Regions from separate parts of the Capra hircus genome. Here region 2 is linked to region 1. The links are chromatin contacts, called in public Hi-C maps. All regions are on one chromosome and are shown on one strand. Each heading gives the region's core, a stretch centred on a gene start, on an enhancer-like site or on the middle of the called end of the contact. The rest is flanking DNA. Distances are from core to core; before and after follow the strand shown. Region 1 has its middle 16 kb from the start of KCNA2. Region 2 has its middle 81 kb from the start of TRNAK-UUU.

The links. A called contact is a pair of places that touch in the nucleus more often than the background predicts.
Region 2: a Hi-C map of blood shows a contact between it and region 1, with 3 times the contacts expected there. The contact joins two enhancer-like sites. A contact is called at or near these places in 3 of 5 Hi-C or Micro-C datasets (blood and liver).

What each region holds. Positions count from the first base shown.
Region 1 is chr3:87,760,252-87,765,784 of ARS1.2, forward strand. No RefSeq gene overlaps it. Among named protein-coding and RNA genes, the nearest start is that of KCNA2, 16 kb to the left of the region's middle. Within about 2 kb of position 2,725, at least 1 of the 5 cell types and tissues checked has an H3K27ac peak or open chromatin away from gene starts, as enhancers often do.
Region 2 is chr3:87,945,108-87,950,640 of ARS1.2, forward strand. No RefSeq gene overlaps it. Among named protein-coding and RNA genes, the nearest start is that of TRNAK-UUU, 81 kb to the left of the region's middle. Within about 2 kb of position 2,069, at least 1 of the 5 cell types and tissues checked has an H3K27ac peak or open chromatin away from gene starts, as enhancers often do.

The DNA.
Region 1 (5,533 bases), core at 1,475-3,974:
ACCTTACCTGCCTCCTGAGGAACCTGCATGCAGGTAAAGAAGCAACAGTTAGAACCAGACATGGAACAATGGACTGGTTCAAAATTGGGAAAGGAGTTTGACAAGGCTGTATATTGTCACCCTGCTTATTTAATTTATATGCAGAGTATATCATGCGAAATGCCAGGCTCGATGACTCACAAGCTGGAATCAAGATTTCTGGGAGAAATATCTACAACCTTAGATATGCAGATGATACCACTCTAATGTCAGAAAGCAAAGAGAAGCTAAGTGAAGTGAAGTCACCCAGCGGTGTCCGACTCTTTGCGACCCCATGGACTAGTAGCCTACCAGGCTCCTCCCTCCATGGGATTCTCCAGGCAAGAGTACTGGAGTGGGTTGCCTAAATGAGGGTGAAAGAGGAGAGCGAAAAAGCTGGCTTAAAACTCAACATTCAAAAAACTAAGATCATGGCATCTGACCCCATTACTTCATGGCAAATAGACTGGGGGAAAGTGAAAACAGTGACAGATTTTATTTTCTTGGGCTCCAAAATCACTGCAGATGGTGACGGCAGCCACGAAAAAAGACTCTTGCTTCTTGGAAGAAAAGCGGACAACCTAGACAGCATATTAAAATGCAAAGACATGACTTTGCCCACAAAGATCCATCTAGTCAAAGCTATGGTTTTTCCAGCAGTCAAGTACAGATGTGAGAGTTGGACCATAAAGAAGGCTGAGCACTGAAGAACTGATACTTTCAAACTGTGATGCTGGGGAAGACTCTTGAGAGTCGTCCCTTGAACTGCAAGGAGATCAAACCAGTCAATCCTAAAGGAAATCAACCGTGAATATTCATTGGAAAGACTGATGCTAAAGCTGAAGCTCCAGTACTTTGGCCAGCTGATGCAAAGAACAAACTCATTGGAAAAGACCCTGATGCTGAGAAAGACTGAAGGCAGGAGAAGGGGACAGCAGAGGATGAGATGGTTGGATGGCATCACCGACTCAATGGACATGAGTTTGAGCAAGCTCCAAGAGATAATGGACAGGGAGGCCTGGTGTGCTGCCGTCCATGAGGTCACAAAGAGTCGGACACGACTGAGGGACTGAACACCAGCACTGTCCCCGGTGGTCTGTTGGCTAGGATTCAGCACTCTCACTGCTGCCGCCTGACTTTGACCCCTGGCTGGGGTACCAAACTCCTGCTTCAAGCCGCTGCAGGCCGAGGCTACCTGAGATCAGGACCAGTATCCAGCTGTGGAGAGTTTTGAACAAGGTGTTTAAGGAGGAAAGGACTGGCAGAGGACAGGGGAGGCAGCCTTCGGCAGGCACTGTTGCCTACAAGGGGAAGTGGTGGCTGCCTCCCTCTCAGGGACTGTAGGATCCCACACTCTGCAGTAGGGTGGTCCAGCCACATAGAGAACAACTTGTTAGCTTGTGGTAAAATACTTTCCTCCTCTTCTAACTCTTCTCTGGTGAGTCACAGGAACCCAGAATCGCAGCCTCCTCCCCAGCTTTGCCATTCAGATGGAGCTGCACCCTGGAAGATTACTGAAGCCCTCTGATCTTTCTCTTTGGCATTATTGCCCTGGGTGGGCTTTCCTTTGGAGAAATAGGATGGGGGGGTGCTTGGCCCTCTGATAAAAGGCACAGGAGGGTTATGAAGGAGAGAAGGAAAAGGATGCTCAGGTGTTTCTTGCACCATCACTTACACTTTTAATAGGCAGCCAATTAGGAACTTCCAGTGGAATTCTCGTTTTTGTCACCACACCCCCATGCCTGGCCCTCTTCCATGCCTTTAAATAGTGCTGCTCTTCACTCAGCTGCCGGGGGCCCAGGCCCTGGAGACGGCCTTTGACTAACCCATCGTGTGCATGTGTGTGTGCTGACGTGTCTGACTCATTGGGATCCGCTGGACTGTAGCCCACCAGGCTCCTCTGTCCATGGAATCTTCCAGGCAAGAATACTGGAGTGCGTTGCCATTCTCTACTCCAGCTGATCTGCTTAAGCCAGGCAGGGACCAACCCTGTGTCTCTTGGTCTTCTGAGCTGGCAGGTGGATTCTTTACCACTGACAAACCCATCAGCAACTTCTATTTATTGTCTCTGTTTTCAGTGTATTCTGAATGCTTTGTCTTATCTCCTCCAAGAGTGATGCAAGCGCCAGGCACTCATCTCTCACCTGGGCCCTCAACAGGTCTCATTTCTACGCTTGCCTCAGGCAGAAGCCAGAGGGATTTTTTAGAAACAGAAATCAGGTTATGTCATGCCTTTGTCCAAAATCCAATGGTTCTCAGCACCACCTTCAGCCTTTCTGTGGCCTGAAAGGTTCTGAACCATCTGTGCCCTGGATACCTTTCTGACCTCATTTCCAACCACCCTCCTATGTTCATTTGGCTGGACCAGCTGCCTCCTTGCCCATCCTCAAACCCAAGTACATCCCTGCAGCAGGGCTTAGAAGACTTGTTTCCCAGTCTCGTGACTTGCTTTCTTTCTGGCATCGCTGCTTATGTATGACTTCCTAGGAGAATGCCTAGCACATATTGGGGAAATAAATGAATGGATGGTAATATCTATATTAACCCTGTGAGCGGCACCTAGGAAGCACTTACTAACCAGCAGGTAATAACAGTTTGGCCTAAGCACTTTTGTCATGCCTTTGAAATCTGCTCCCACTCCCAGGGTCCCAGTGGACCTACGCAGGAAAAGTGGAGATCCGCTCGGCCCAAAGAACCAGATGCATGCGCAGTCCGTGGCCACCAGAGGGCGCCACACGCGGCGGCATCTCCGCACTGAGGTACAGCTGCGGCTGCAGCAATGCTGGAGGTTGAGGCCACCCTTCCTTCACCAGTACCGGAGAGAAGGGAAGTGAGTATCTACAAGCCATGGTTTCTAAACTGCACGTGACTCCCTGCATCTTTGCTAACCCGGATCCCGAGGCGCTTTAAGAAAGGGCGGGAGAGATTTTAGTTCAGTTCAGTTCAGTTCAGTTGCTCAGTCGTGTCCAACTCTTTGCAACCCCATGGACTGCAGCACGCCAGGCCTCCCTGTCCACCACCAACTCCCAAAGTTTACTCAAACTCATGCCCATTGAGTCGGTGATGCCATCCAGCCATCTCATCCTCTGTCGTACCCTTCTCCTCTTGCCCTCGATCTTTCCCAGCATTAGGGTCTTTTCAAATGAATCCGTTTTTCGCATCAGCTGGCCAAAGTATTGGAGTTTCAGCTTCAACATTAGTCCTTCCAATGAATATTCAGGACTGATTTTCTTTAGGATGGACTCGTTGGATCTCCTTGCAGAGAGATTTTGAGAGTTAATTAAAATGGGTTCCCCTGCCCCCACTACTTGTCAAACTCCAAACCTCAGCACTTCCAACTCACCTGAGATCAGCTTGTTTGACAACAGTCCCTTCCTCCTGGCAAACACAGAACCCAGAAACTGGAGCTTTAATTAACACAAACTCCTCTCTCTGACAAACCCTGCAATCATCTACCCACCCCGGGAAGAGTGTTCCCAGCCTGCCAGGGTGACTTGGGGCTAATCTCCTAGAAGACCACTGATCCATGTAATACCTTCCACAGCAAATTCTGCTGTGAACTATGATTCTGAGAGCCTCCCGGAAGCAGAATCTGGCTTAATGAAGGTGGGGAGTGCGGGAGAGAGAAAGAGATCAGCCACTAACATGGGCTCGGAGGCTCCTTTCTGACTTCTCAGCGCTCAGAAAAAGTCTGACATCTCTAGCATCCAGACTCAGTCCCTGCCCTCACACATCCTGTCTCTTCTCCAGACCCTCCCTGTTCCCTTCTGAGTGAATCCCATGCAGGCAGCTCTGCCCTGCAGCCTGGGTGCTGGACACCATCTTAGAGGTCACCTCACCATTTCCGGGGCCCATGCAGCATGTTGAGAACCCACTCCTCACTCCCCTCACCGCAGGTCCTGTGTGGTGACTTGGCCCGCTGGGCTCGGTGGATCGTTTTTCTGATGGTATGCACACTATTTCCCAGGCGTGGCTGCACATGATCTTGCCTTTCTTTCCCACTGCCCCTTCTCGGGGTGAACACTGTGCCATTCAGAACAGGGCCCTCACTTGGCAGAGGGCCTGAGGATGGGACTGGGCAGGGCAGGGAGTGAGGTAGTGAACTGCTGCTTTAACCAACAGATGACCTGAACTGAGGATGTGGCTGGAAGGTGAGTACAAGGATCAGGGCAGGCAGCATCTGAAGTCAAGGCCCCCAGGTCTTCCCATCTTCCACACGGCTCCTGCTTTTTCGTCCGTTCCCCCAGTAAGTTCCTTTTAAAAGACCCTCCCCACACACCCCCAGGTACCCCATGTATGGGATCACTTTGCCTGCAAAACAAACTGCTTTCATTATGTAACAATGAGCGTGTCTATCCAGTGTTAACAACGTGAACATTTATAAGGGCCAACACAGCTTCTGGCCAACACGAGAGGCTGTGGATCGCCTCGCTGAAGTGTGAGAATTCAGCCCAAAGTAAAGTCACTTGACATTCTGTTTTGCTTGGGCAGCCTTGTTACAAGTAAAGGTGTGACTTTTCCTTGGGCTTTTTGAAATTCTAAAATAACTACAGTGCCTCAGTATTACCCACCCACCCTCCGCCAGACACCAGTCTCTGGAGATTTCTGAGTGTGAATGCTGGCTTTGGCACATAACTTGTTCTGTCCTGCAAAGTCCCACTCTTTAGAATTCTGTTCTTTGCTGGGTGAATAAAGGTTCATTTACTAATTTTTCACGAGCTTCCATGAAAAATGGATTAGTGGGCTAATTTTAACCATAGCCCTTGCCGGTGGCATAATGCTTTAACCCAATAAAATACAGCTATTTCTGGAACATAAAATTGTATGTACAGCATGGTTATAACTCCATTAAAAACAACAACTTTTAGCATTTCTAGCCATGACAGAGTGAAAAAAAAAAAAAAGGAAAATTGTTAGTCGTTCAGTCGTGTTCAACTCTTTGTGACCACATGGACTGTAGCCCACCAGGCTCCTCTGTCCATGGGATTCTCCAGGCAAGAATACTGGAGTGGGTTGCCCTGCCCTTCTCCAGGGGATCTTCCCAACCCAGGGTTCAAACCTGGGTCTCCCACACTGCAGGCAGACTCTTCACTGCCTGAGTCACCAGGGAAGCCCCATGACAAAGTGAAGACACTGGCAAATCATCTCATCCAAAAATAATGTTTAACTGGGCAAAATAGTCATAAACAATCATTTCGGGGCTGGCTCTGAAAATTGATCAAATACAAATGACACATTAAGAAAAATTCATTCATAAAAAACTCTTGAACTTCTGGTAAGAACAATGGGAGTTTGAGGTGCTCTTGCTTCCGGCTGCCCCCTCTCACCCGGCTCAGGAGAGAGAGATCTAGTGGAATATGACTGGCTGTGAAAACCAGCAGTTTCACTGCTGGAGGAGGCTGCTTGATTTAGAAAGGAGGGCAGAAGTCCCATGTTCAACAGAGTTTCAGTGAAAGTAGCAAGCTTGGAGTAAGACAAATAAGCCCACAGCCCTGCTTGTTTGAAGTTTCAGGCG
Region 2 (5,533 bases), core at 819-3,318, 180 kb after region 1:
TGGGTCAACTATGGGACAAGCTTAGCATGGAGCTGGTATCCCTGGCCTGGGTATGTTACTGTCTGCAGACAGGTGCGGTGCCTGCCAGATTGGGTGGGGTGGGTGTGTTGGAGATGCGTGTTCAGCGTGCAGGATGACAGCGCAGTAATCAAAGCCTGCTGTCCAGAGTTCAAGGTCCACGGCTGCAGCTTCCTAGGTGTGTAACTCTGGGTAAGCAGAATCTCTGGGTCTGAAGTGACCGTAGGCAGAGGCAACAGAATCAATCTCATGGGACTGTTTTAATGATTTTAAGAAGTTAACACATGTCATTAAATGGAGAAGGAAATGGCAACCCACTCCAGTATTCTTGCCTAGGAAATCCCATGGATAGAGGAGCCTGTTGGACTACAGTCCATAGGGTCACAAAGTGTCAGACATGACTGAGTGACTTACATACATACTCTCTCTCTCTCACACACACACACACACCCCAATATGTCATTAAATCAATCCTTGGCACATAACTTGATTTTCAGATATGGAAACTAGGAGACAGGTGAGCTAAATAGTTTTCTGGTAGAAACAGGTTACAATCTCAGGCCCATCTGGTCCCAGGCCTCTGTTCTTAACCACTGCTCTACACTCCCTTCATACAGGCACTGACTTCTGACAGAGGAGCACCAGACACAGGGGCCTGGGCAGTCTGACACTTTTCTGCAGGGAAGAAAAGGAGGCCTCCTGACCACTCATACATGTATAATGTGATCCAGATGTGAGGGCGTGGGGATGACATCCAAGCACTTGAATTCATATCCTGGTCCTCTTGCCCCCTCAGCTGAGTAACCCTGAGCACATCATTCGCTTCTTGGCTTCAGACTCCTCAACCATGCTGGGGGAGTTGGGCTGAAGGGCCTCTCAGACGCCTCACCCTGAACTTCCATGACCCCATTCCCCACACACGGATCTGCCCATAGCAGGAAGTCTGGTCTGAGTAAGTAGCTGTGATGGGGGAACAGAGTCTGAGGGCTACTGCTGTGTGAATGTGTTTGAAGGCACCTCAAGTGACAAACGTGTTTGAGCAAACCTTTCTCCTGTCCTTGCCAATATTGATTTTTCCAAGTGTGGGATCGATGCACTGCTGAGATAAGGAGGGACAGAGTACACGGTGTTCTCTGAGACCGCAGGAAGCCGTCTGCTCCCATCACCTGCCTCTGTGACTCTTTCTGGGGCTCACGCAGGCATGACAGACAACAGTGTCTGAGAAGCATGGTAGGTGGGAGGAAGTGTGAGGAAGCATATTTTCCCTGACTTGGAGACCGGGGTTGGGATGCCATCTGACTTCTAGTCACAGCTTCATGACTTCCTGTCTCTGGAATGTTGAGTCAGTCCCTCTCAGGGCCTTAGTCTCCTAATCTCTCAAAGAAGATCATTGTGTCTGAGGCTACTTGGGAATATTAGAGTGCACATGAAAACTCCCTGTCCATTGTCAACTTCGTGAGATGAATGTGGTTTTTCCTCTTCTTGGAAAGTTTTCAGTTCTCAACAGAAACTATTCAAAAACATCCCCTCAGCCTCTGGTGTGCTTAGTCTCTCAGTCATGTCCGACTCTTGCGACTCCATTCCTCCTGCCAGGCTCCACTGTCCATGGGATTCTCCAGGCAAGAATACTGGAGTAGGTTGCCATTTCTCTCTCCAAGGGATCTTACTGACTCAGGAATCAAACCCAGGTCTCCTGCATTGCAGTCAGACTCTTTACCAACTGATCTATGAGGGAAGCCCAACCTTTGGGATGGAAACCAAAAACTTTGGTTTCTCGGAATTATAGTTCTGCTGCAATGGCAGGAGTATCTAAGAGCATAGCCAGGACTCTCTACTTGGCATCCAAAGCAGGGTCTGGGTGAGGAGCATGTAAATCTCTACTAAAAACTGAGCCTAGCAGCAAAGACAGTATGAGGACCAGAGCTTGAGTTTGGATGTGCAAAGTAAGCTGACGATCCAGAAGAGAAGGCAAATTAATAAGACAAGGGCAGTCCGTGGCGGTGGGTGTGTAGGTGCTGTGGGCACACAGAACAGGGACGTCAAAGGGGAAGTGGTGGCAGGGAGACAGCAGGGGTGCCTTCCTGGAGAAGATGACGTCAAAGCTGGGTCCCAAAGGATCGGTGGGAGTTAGCAGGAAAGCACATGTTTTAAGAAAGAATTCAAAGCAGAGAGCATTGCGTGTTATCTAGGGCAGGAAGTGGCTGGAATGTAGAATCTGCTGTGGGGGATGGGGAGTGAGAGGAAGCAAGAAGGTAGTACCGAGAAGAAGCAAGGGAGCAGAAGACAATTTTCTTCTGACTTTCAGTTTAAAAATGCTGCAACCATCATGACAACCAGAGAGGGTAAGTGATTTGCCCAAGACTGTACTGGGGAAAAAAATGACCCCAAAGTGAGCTGGGATGTTGAGGAAATATGGCTATGGCTAAAACACTGCTCCCAAGACTGCCTGCCAGAGATTTTTCCCGTGAGACGTTGCTTAAGGTGATCATCAGAACAAGAGGAGTTTCACAGTAGGTTAATAATACACTAAGTATGAGGTATTTCCGGATGTGCCACATTTCCTGTGCTAGAAGAAACTAATTAAACTCCCAGGACAGGAAGTGTGCGTGTGAGAACACAGAGCGAAATCAGGCTAATCTGACATTTCACACCATCCATGACCTTGGCTGATAACCTCTATTCAGCCGATCTTGATTCCTCATTCTTCATATAGCTGTCTTCCTGAGGCTTGAGCAGGGATCGTTTTGAAATGGGATAGACAATTCCAAGATTAAAAAAAAAACAAACTTGTCTCCCCTGCAATACTGACCTTCAAGAGGAGCTATCATCGTCAAATTCAAGAAAGGAGAGCCCAGACCATTTAGTTATTTCCCCAGAAGGTAGGAATAAACCAAGGGTGAAAGGGCCCTATTCTCTGCCCTATGCCTTCCTGGCACTGTTTTATCCTCCTCATGGTAGAGGTGATGGGGAAGCCAGAAACTGCTGTCACCTGAATGGGACCACTCTGAGCCTTCTCTGCACAGCCACAGATAACCCCACTTATTAAACCCTGACAGAGGCACGGAGTACAAGAGTTCTGTTGCCATTCACCCTAAAACCCTCTCTGATCTTTGTTTTCATGACATACAAGGTTGAAAAGGTAAAATCAATAAAGAGGATCTAGGAGATGGGAATGGTGATTTAGGAATTATGCCACTTTATGCCAGTGAATGAAGGGCTGTCCAAATGCCCTACAACTACAATCTGCTCTGATGAGGGCCCTCAATTAGGACCTAAGCTTCCAGGGTCTAAGGTGTGAAAACGCAGCAGTAACACAGAGGAGCAAACCAATCTCTCATCTTGATGTGCCTTCCTTTCCCTTTCTGCATCAAGTGAACACGTTCTATATCCAGGGGCTCCAGCGGGAAATGACAGTCCCCAGCCTGGGATGCTGTTTGGCTAATATTATGGTTCCTCTGTCCCAACCTCTCCCTGACTTTTCTCCTCATCAAACAAATGGTGCCTGGCACGGAAATGTCTAGACACCTGTGTGGGTGTAGCCTGGGGCGAGGGATCTGAAGAGGAGGAATGTCTGCAGTTATTATCATGATCTCCAAGATCTGGGCCAGGCTCCAGGGAAACTGAATTTGGAAGAGCTGCAACCCAGCATTCTGGAGAAGTCACCCCAGAGTGCTGGGCGGTGGGCTCCACGACAGCTGATTCAAGATTTCCTGTGGTGATGCTCTGCCCTCTGGTGGCGGACCTGTAGAAATTATCATGTTCCCTTGGTTGTCTGATTCCAAGACCATCTGTGACTTTCCCCGAACCTGAGCTGGGTTCTTATAAAAACCGCCAGAGATGGGCCCTGTTCTCACAGGCTACCTGCCAGAGAGAGAGAAGGAGCATGCACGGGATGGTGAGAGAAGGTGCCTGGATTCTGTTTAAACAACCACAGGCTTTCTGTAAAGGAACAGTCTCCCCTTACTCCTGTGGTAACAAGGGCAAGTGACTGTTTCTAGACAATGGTGTTAATATGGCCTTTCCCCCTACTTGCCCCATCCCTTTAGTCCTCTAAGCCTCACTTCCTCTGTCTCCTAGGACCAGGACTTGTCAAAACTGTGCCAGAGAGAGATTTTGGTGGATTGCAGAACACCCTCATTAGCCACACTTGTTGGAAGAATGCTCCAGGTTGGTTGGCTAGGTTCCATGCTGTGTTGACACTCATTAAAGTAAATAATAATCATAACAACAAATTATTCTATAGTGCTTACTCTGTGCCAAGCAATATCCTAGCCTATTGTCATGCATTTACTCACTTAACACTCGCAACAGCTTCAAGACATAAGAGCTGCTTTACCCCCATTCTATGGGTGAGGAAACAGGCTCAGAGAGGTTAAATAACTTGTCAAGTAGAAGCAGCAGAGCTAGAATTGTAGACTGGAACATCTCTTTACTACTGTGTGTGTGCGTGAGTGCTAAGTCACTTCAGTCATGTCCGACTCTTTTGAACCCATGGACAATAGCTTGCCAGGCTCCTCTGTCCATGGAATTCTCCAGGCAAGAATACTAGAGTGGGTTGCCATGCCCTCCTCCAGGGGATCTTCCCAACCTGGGGATCGAACCCCCATCTCCTTTAGCTCCTGCATTATAAGTGGATTCTTTACCACTGAGCCACGGGGAAACCCAGGTTAGTAGAGGCAATTAGAATTAGAGGCTAGAATCACCTGAGGGAAGAGTAGAATTCCTGGATCCCACCTATGGACCCAGCAGGACAGCTTCTCTGAAACAGATTCTGCAAGGGAAGTATCATCAGAGATGGATCCCCCAAGGGCCAGTCTCTAAATAGGGTCAAAATAACAATGGGTTCCATAAGATGAACCAAGGATTGACAAATTTTAATTTGGGAAGTCTTAAGGTCCTTAAGGGAGAAGGCAATGGCACCCCACTCGAGCACTCTTGCCTGGAAAATCCCATGGACGGAGGAGCCTGGTAGGCTGCAGTCCATGGGGTCGCACAGAGTTGGACGCGACTGAGCGACTTCACTTTCACTTTTCACTTTCATGCATTGGAGAAGGAAATGGCAAACCACTCCAGTGTTCTTGCCTGGAGAATCCCAGGGACGGGGGAGCCTGGTGGGTTGCTGTCTATGGGATCGCACAGAGTCAGACACGATTGAAGCGACTTAGGAGCAGCAGCAGCAGCAGCAGCAGCAGCAGCAAGCTCCTTAATAATGACACTCTTTAATAATTACCAGTGTTTAGCAGCATTTTGCACTTGGTAGTTGGATAGTAAATGTTTGCAGGATGTGGAATGGATAATAATAACAGATATTTAATGAACAATTAAAATACGCCAGGCAGTCTTCTAAGAGCTTTACATAGATTACGTCATGTAACATTCACAACATCCCTATGAGGTATCATTGTTTTCACTACCATTCTCATTTCATAAAGAAACAGAGGAGCTAATTGTTGAATAATTTCCCATGGTCACACAGAGAATGGAGTGAGGATTTTAGCTCAGGCAATGTGGAGAA